Regions from separate parts of the Anas platyrhynchos genome. Here region 2 is linked to region 1. The links are chromatin contacts, called in public Hi-C maps. All regions are on one chromosome and are shown on one strand. Each heading gives the region's core, a stretch centred on a gene start, on an enhancer-like site or on the middle of the called end of the contact. The rest is flanking DNA. Distances are from core to core; before and after follow the strand shown.

Region 1 (3,329 bases), core at 10-2,509:
GAGCTCCTCCGACACAGATGATCACCTCAGCTGAGCGCATGGCCAGCTCAAACAGCGGGAAGCCGCATGGAGCCTGGGGAGAGTGCTGTTGGCACAAAATGGCGGACACCTGTCGCTCAGTCCGCACGCGGCCTGCACTGACCGCCTGCTCTGCTCACCAGCACGTCTGGGCTACAGCCCTGGTGGCCCCCCTTGCCCACGGCAATGCATTGAGCAGTATTCTGTCAGGTGTGAGGCAATGAACTGCAGACATGGTGCCATAGCTCTGGGCAGTCCGTGCTACCGCCTGCCTCTCAGTCTGTGGGGTGTGCCTGGTGCTGCTCCCTGAGATGGAGGGCGAGAGCAAGCACAGATCTGTGAGATGTGCCCAGGTGGATGAACTGTTCTGCCTGGTGGCCAAGATTCGGAAAGAGGTGGGGAGGCCAAGAAGCATCTGAAAGTCTGAACAGGTGATAGATGAATGGAGCCATGCTCTGTCTTCTCAGGTATGTACATGCTAAACCTGGCATGGCCACTGCTGAGGCAGGCCCAGCATCTGGTCTACATCTGGGTAAAGGCAGCAACTTGTGGGACACCGAGGAGTGGAAGCAATTTACTACACGGAGCCACAAGCCCTGTCTGCCTGCTCAGCTTCCTGAATAGGTACAAGGCTCTGGGAGTAGCAGACGAGGAATGTGAAGAGACAGAAGAAGATGCATCTGTGCAAGTCCTCCTTCTAAAGTCAGATCAACCAAGGACTCATAGCACGTGTACCATCAAGACTTGTGTCGTGAAGAAATCATGGCGAGTTGTATTCGTAGATGACTCTCTTCTCAAGGGAATGGAGGCTCCCGTCTGCAGACCAGACCCTCTTCACAAAGAAGTTTGCTGCCTCCCTAGGGCTTAGATCAGGGATGTTACCAGGAAGTTTTCAAGCATAATACAGACTTCAGACTATTACCCAGTCCTCCTCTTTCAACTGTGACATAGCTCCTCTTCCAAAGACATAGCTATAGGAAGCCTGAGGTCCAAAAGGCAAAATCCAATCATTTTATATCTAGGGAGTTGAAAATCCACTTTAAACCCTGAGGTGGTCACTCTGAATTCATCTCATTTCAGCAGTGGGCTCAGAATGACTCAATAGAAAGATGACAAAGGCTTCAGTCAAGAGGGCTTTCCTCCAGTTTTATACTGTCTGACTGTTGCAATAGTACAGTAGTAAATCAGCTCAGAAGGCTTATGCATACAGCTTGTGTCTTTGAAAAGCTTACTGTGTTGTCATGTGCAAAACAGGAAATGTGTAATGGTATGAATCCCGGAGGAGCTGATCCAGGGCAAACTCTCCTGACCTCGTGGAAAACACATCCATCTGAACCTCACAGTGAAACGCAAACATACAAGTTAACCACAGAAGTTAAGAAATATCTTTGCCTGCATTGTATTGCTTTAATGTGGAAAGTTTTAACATGAGAAGCAGAGCAACAAATAATGTGTCCTTCATGCCAGTGCCACCACGGAACTGTCCTCGTGGTGGTGCTCTTCTTAGAAGAAATATTGTGCCCCAGGTTGTTTTCATTTTGCAAGCCAAGCAATATTTTGCAGTGAATGACATGCTTTCAGATTTACACACTATTAGGTATTGATTCTGTCCACAAAGAGTGAGAAAAATGTAACTGCTAAGGAAAGAGAGACATGATTGAAATTAACCTGAGCAGGTACAGGGTAGGTCCTTAGATAAAACAGTAGAGATTTGGTCAAGAACAGATGTTTTGTTCCAGAAATTACTTCTTCTGGACAAGACCAGATCTCCACTGAAGGCAACCAGCCATATGTAACCGTGCACGTCAGAAAAAGTATAAGGCATTCTTAAAAATAAGCAAAACTTCACTCTTGCAAAGGTGTAAAAGTAAGATCCAGATGCTCCAGATGATGGTTCTAGCATTATCTGAGGTTACGTGTTTTAAGATAAGAGGCCCAGGATTTATTTCTTATTAAAATAAATTAAGGGAGGAATATAACACTTGGAACTCAGAAAGCAATGTGCTAGTTTTCATATAAGCTACTTGTTATAATGATTTCTTTTGAAAAGACCTAGGAATACATTCAGAGTTAGAAACCACTTAAACTTTTAGAAGCCTGTAAACTATAAAGCCTACTGTGTAGACATGTACTAAATACTCACGGACAGACTGGTACTAATCTCTTCGTTTAAAATTCTGGTTGTTGCAGTAGTGTGTGTCTTCACCTACTGATAGAAACAATATTACTTTAGGAGCCTTTCAGTTAAATACAATGCTGAAGTTATTCAGTGCAACATAAACATTTAGCTCTGCAGTTTAGTCTGTAAACATTTTAAAGGCTGGAATGTTTATTCAAAATGACCAGAGTTCCAAAACTTGCAAAGCTGTTTGCAGTGCTAACAAGGAGTAGAAAATGATGAGGTTTACACATCTGAAAGTGAAGAAGACAAAATCCCATTTTTAGCCCCCATAAACAATTATCTTCAGGTTCTGTTTCACTTCTGAGTTCCCTTGGAACTGGCTGCCTGCTTTGAGCTGATCTCAGAAGAGAATTTATTGGGATTAGAATCTCAGTGTAAATGCAGGTCCCAGTGAAAGGGAGGGGACTGATGCAGTTATTAATGGCTTTTCTATTAAAAACAAAAACAACAAAAATATGTCAGACTGAAAAAAGTGGAGGTTGATGAGTTGCTTCATGAGTAATTAAGTCTTAACCGCCATGGAAACGGCAACTTCCAGTCACACAGATGTGGCTGTAACCTCATATTTTGTCCTCCTGTATTATGATACTGCTAGTAAGTCATCATCCATATATGCAAGTAAACATGACTGTTCCTTAGTTCTTGGTTTGCTTACTTAATGTTTCCACAGAACTTTGCTAGCTCTGGCATATATGATAGTTGTAAAAGGGTTGTTTTGGTATAATAAGTAGAACTGCCTTTTTTTTTTTTTTCCTTCCTTCAATGCACTAAGCTGATAAGTTCAACCTGATCTGTAACATGATTCATATCATCATCAGTCCTGCTGTTGAATTCCTTCTGTTGAGTCAGAAGGGAGTTGGTAGCTTCGCATTAGGGGGTCAGCACCAGAGATGATAACAGTCCAGACAGTGGCTCCAAAATACCAAACTAACATTTGCATAAGTCAAAAGACAGTTTGGTTCATGTTGTGATGAAAGGGCTAGTGAAGGCAGGAAGATCTTGTTGCGTACAAGCTAGTTCTGTCGTGATTAAAGTTACATAATGTTTCAGTGGAATGACCACGTAGAAGAAAGCTGATTTATTTTGAACCTCAGAAGGAGTTATCCACATAAGTGCTGTGTGACAAATA
Region 2 (3,677 bases), core at 881-3,380, 160 kb before region 1:
AATTAAAAGCTACTCTGGCAGTGCTTTCAAACTGCAAAATTAAGATGATACTTTCTTTCACTCGTCTTTTGTCTTATTAAATGATAGGCCTTCAGGGCCAGAACTGTCTTTTATTATAGGTATGCACAGAACTCAACACCCAAATGCTAATTTTGGTTTGGGCTTCTAGTGGCTACTACAATTAAAACATTAAAAAGAGTGTGGTCATCTTTCTTATGGTCACCAGAGAATTAAACAGATTGATGACTCGATTAAATTATTTCCCAAAATGGACTAGCAGCTGAGAGCATAAAAGGCAACTGAAACATACATACTGACTTAGCTACTATTAAATAGTAATAATAATAATAATTGTAGCTGGTAATCACTATACAAAATAAACAGATGATTTTCAGTTTCATGTGTAGTAAGAGTCTTAACAGCTTCTTTCTTTAGTGTGTGTGTTTTCGTGGTCAGAGTGGTATGGTAATGCATCTGTTTTGCTTGGTCAGCCTGATCCTTTTGTAATTTCTCTAATTTTGTAACTTCTGAATCCAAAGTCTCACCATTTCATCAGTTATGTTTACTTCAGCCTTCTGTTATGAATTGGACAACAAATGCTGAAATTTCCACTGTCCATTGTAAATGTGCAGCTATTTTACTCCAGTTCTGGAACTCATTTTATGGGGGTGATGCACAACTGTTGAATAGAAGATACATGGTAGGATAGGATGGCTTGCTGTTAGAACGATGTGTTTTTTCTTTTTGTGTACTTTTTCGTCTGTCAAGGACCTTTAAGCCCACAGAGTCTACCTGTTGGTGTAGAGTATTTTTGGGGTTGTAGTCAAAACAAAAAAAAAACACAAACCCTCCCCTAAGTCCCAGTACTTAAATCTAAGAAGACAAATAAACATTTCAAGCTTTTGTCTGTCCCTGTTTTCCACTTGTGAATCTCAAGGATAGGTGTTTTCCTTTAATCTAGTATATGTTTCAGATATCTAATATGTTTTCTAAAGCTTTTAGTGCTTCTGTTGTTCTCTGGATTCTCTCCTAAAGTGCGTGCTAATGGACACATTGAGAGATTTAGAAAAATTGCTAATAATCTCCCTTGTCCTACCTATCACTTCAGAGAAGTTTGCTGTTTTCTAATGTTATATGCTGTGCTGGCTATAAATACCAACTGGAATTTCTCATAACCAAATCAGGTGATTCTCATAGGCACCTGCTTCATAGATGATAATACTTTATTTAGGATAGTTTGAACAAGAGCCAACTGTGAAGAATTTAAGAAGGATTTAATGAAATTAAGCAACTGGGCAATGAAGTATCAGATAGAAATCAATGCAAATGAAGTAATGCAAAAACAGTCCTAACTTTCCATAGAAGTTCACTGTTCACTGTTTCAACTTAGCAAGATTTGAGAGTTATGGTAAAAAGGTCCATAAAAATGTTCCAGGCCAGCCAGAAAGCGAACCTGTAGAAGGAGCTATTAGTAAAGGAATAGAAAACAGAACTGAAAACACTGTTATGGTGCTATATGTACAAATTCATTGTTTACCCCTCTTTTGGATACTGTGCAAAGATTCCCTCATCTCTAAAAGGATATCATAAAACTGGAAACACCTTGGAGAAGGGCATTAAAGGTGAGGCATTAGAGGCACGGAACAGCTTTCTTATAAGTAGTGATCAAGTTGGCTGCAACTTTGGTTTGGAAAAGACATGACCGGGAGGTGCAAAGATGCAGGTCTAAAAATCATGCTGAGCACGACACAGGTGGGTAAGACTCAACTCGCTTCCTCCAGCACAAGAAGTAGGGCGCGTTACATAAAGCTGATGGAGCAATCTTTGGAGCAGATTCTTGATGCAATGGGGAGCAGGTTTGGGAAGGGCAGCTTCCAAATCATTGCCAAGAGAGCTGATACTGATGCTCAGGGTTAAGAGAGGTTCAATGAGCTGGAAGCTGTTGAATCGCCATCTCCAAGCTCTTGGGATCCTGCCCTGACCTCTGTGCTCGGGGCAGGGCTGGGGACCGGGACTGGCGGGGGCCGGAGGCTGGAGGCTGGCCGCCCCGGTTGCGGCGCGGTGCTGGTGCCGCCAGGCGGCTCTGTGTGCGGCGGGCGGGATGCCGGCAGCGCCCGCCCCGTGAGGGCGATAAAAGGCGGCGCCGCGCGGCCCCGCCGTGTCTGCGCGCCCCGGGCCCATGCAGGCGCTGAGCGCCGCCCGCCGCCTCCTGCCCCGCACCCGGCCCGGGCTCGCCCGCGGCTGCGGCTCGGGGCCCGGCGCCCCGCGGAACCCGCTGGTCTACCTGGACGTGGGCGCCGACGAGCAGCCGCTGGGCCGCGTGGTGCTGGAGGTGCGGGGGGACGGGGCGGGACGGGACGGAGTGTCCGGCAGGGCCGCGCCGCCAAGGGCAGGCGGGAGGGCAGCGGTGGGGGCTGCCGGGGGTCGGTGCAGGGCTGCGGGGCGGTGTCCGTGCCCCTTTCTCCTTGGCCTCCCGGTGTGGTGCCGCGTGGCTCCGTGCTGGGCACGGCTCGGCCCCTGCGGCTGTTCAATTGCACCAACTCACCGCACGCGAGTTGTTCAGTGCATGTATGTGTGGAAAACCTGACTAATTCTTCCTTTTCTATTTCTTCAACAGCTGAAAGCTGATGTGGTCCCAAAGACAGCAGGTAGGGCATCACCTTGAGAATTTCATACTTAAAATGGCAGGAAGAAGAACATTCCCATAACTTAGGGAAACTATTTCCATCTTCCTTCCCCATTTGTGAAATCAAGAAATATGTTCTGAACTTCGTCAGAGCGGTGCTAGGGCTTTAGTTTGTTGTTTCAAATAGTTTTATTTTGTAACTTCTATGAACTTGTGTACAGGCTGATGTTGGGTTACCAGTGGTGAATAACTATGCTTGAAAATGAGTTGCCTTTTATTAAAACCAAACCACAAAACAAACTGGAAAGGGAAACCCACAAAGGGTTCCTCTGGTAGGGTATTATGACAGCATACAGGGTTTTATTTTCCTTGTCACTAGTTAACTAGTGCACCCAGGTTATAAAGTTCTCGTACTTTTCCATATGCTTCTTTCCTTATTGCTTATTTAGTGGTTCTGAAAAACTTGTAGCTTTCTTTCAGTTCTCATTAGATGAACAAAGTAAGGAGAAGCATCATCTCCACAGTTAAACTCGAGAACAAAGGCACAACATGCAGAAAATGTGATCTTTGACTCCGGAGTGATGGGACTCAGGGGTGTAAAGGTGTAACAGCAAAATCCAAGGGCAGTGCGAGGGAGGATTCTGTTTGTACCCTGGTTTGCTTTATTTCTGTGGTTTTGTAGCAGTGTTTCTTTGAGGATGAAAACAACCAACTGATAATACCTTAAAGATATAATAGACTTCTTGAAGTATATAATCTTGGGACCTAGTGACGTTAATTGTGTTTGACTTCATTACGTGTCGTGTATGGGAACATACCGTCCTATGCTTTGTTTCCGCAGAAAACTTTAGAGCTCTCTGTACTGGTGAAAAAGGATTTGGTTATAAAGGATCCACTTTTCACAGAGTGATTCCTTCGTTTATGTGCCAGGTAATGTTGTTCTTTGTTTTTGCTTTCACTGTTAAAATTATCTGTATGTTATTCAAGTATTTTTAGAACCCTTTAGACTAGTGGTAACATTTCAAGTGGCTGCCTTTGCCAGCTGCAGAAT

Evidence for each region. Hi-C and Micro-C count contacts between places; a contact is called where the count stands out from the background.
Region 2: a Hi-C map of subcutaneous adipose tissue shows a contact between it and region 1, with 2.6 times the contacts expected there. The contact joins the promoter of PPIF here to the enhancer-like site in region 1. A contact is called at or near these places in 5 of 8 Hi-C or Micro-C datasets (F1 follicle, liver, skeletal muscle and 1 more).

Annotation. Positions count from the first base shown.
Region 1 is chr6:15,673,616-15,676,944 of IASCAAS_PekinDuck_T2T, reverse strand. No RefSeq gene overlaps it. Among named protein-coding and RNA genes, the nearest start is that of ANXA11, 14 kb to the right of the region's middle. Within about 2 kb of position 1,259, at least 3 of the 8 cell types and tissues checked have an H3K27ac peak or open chromatin away from gene starts, as enhancers often do. A contact at or near this core is called in subcutaneous adipose tissue, where this site is marked.
Region 2 is chr6:15,837,051-15,840,727 of IASCAAS_PekinDuck_T2T, reverse strand. PPIF (peptidylprolyl isomerase F) reads left to right here and starts at 2,130. Exons shown (of 6, transcript XM_027460206.3): 1 at 2,130-2,332; 2 at 2,618-2,648; 3 at 3,468-3,556. The coding sequence starts at 2,180.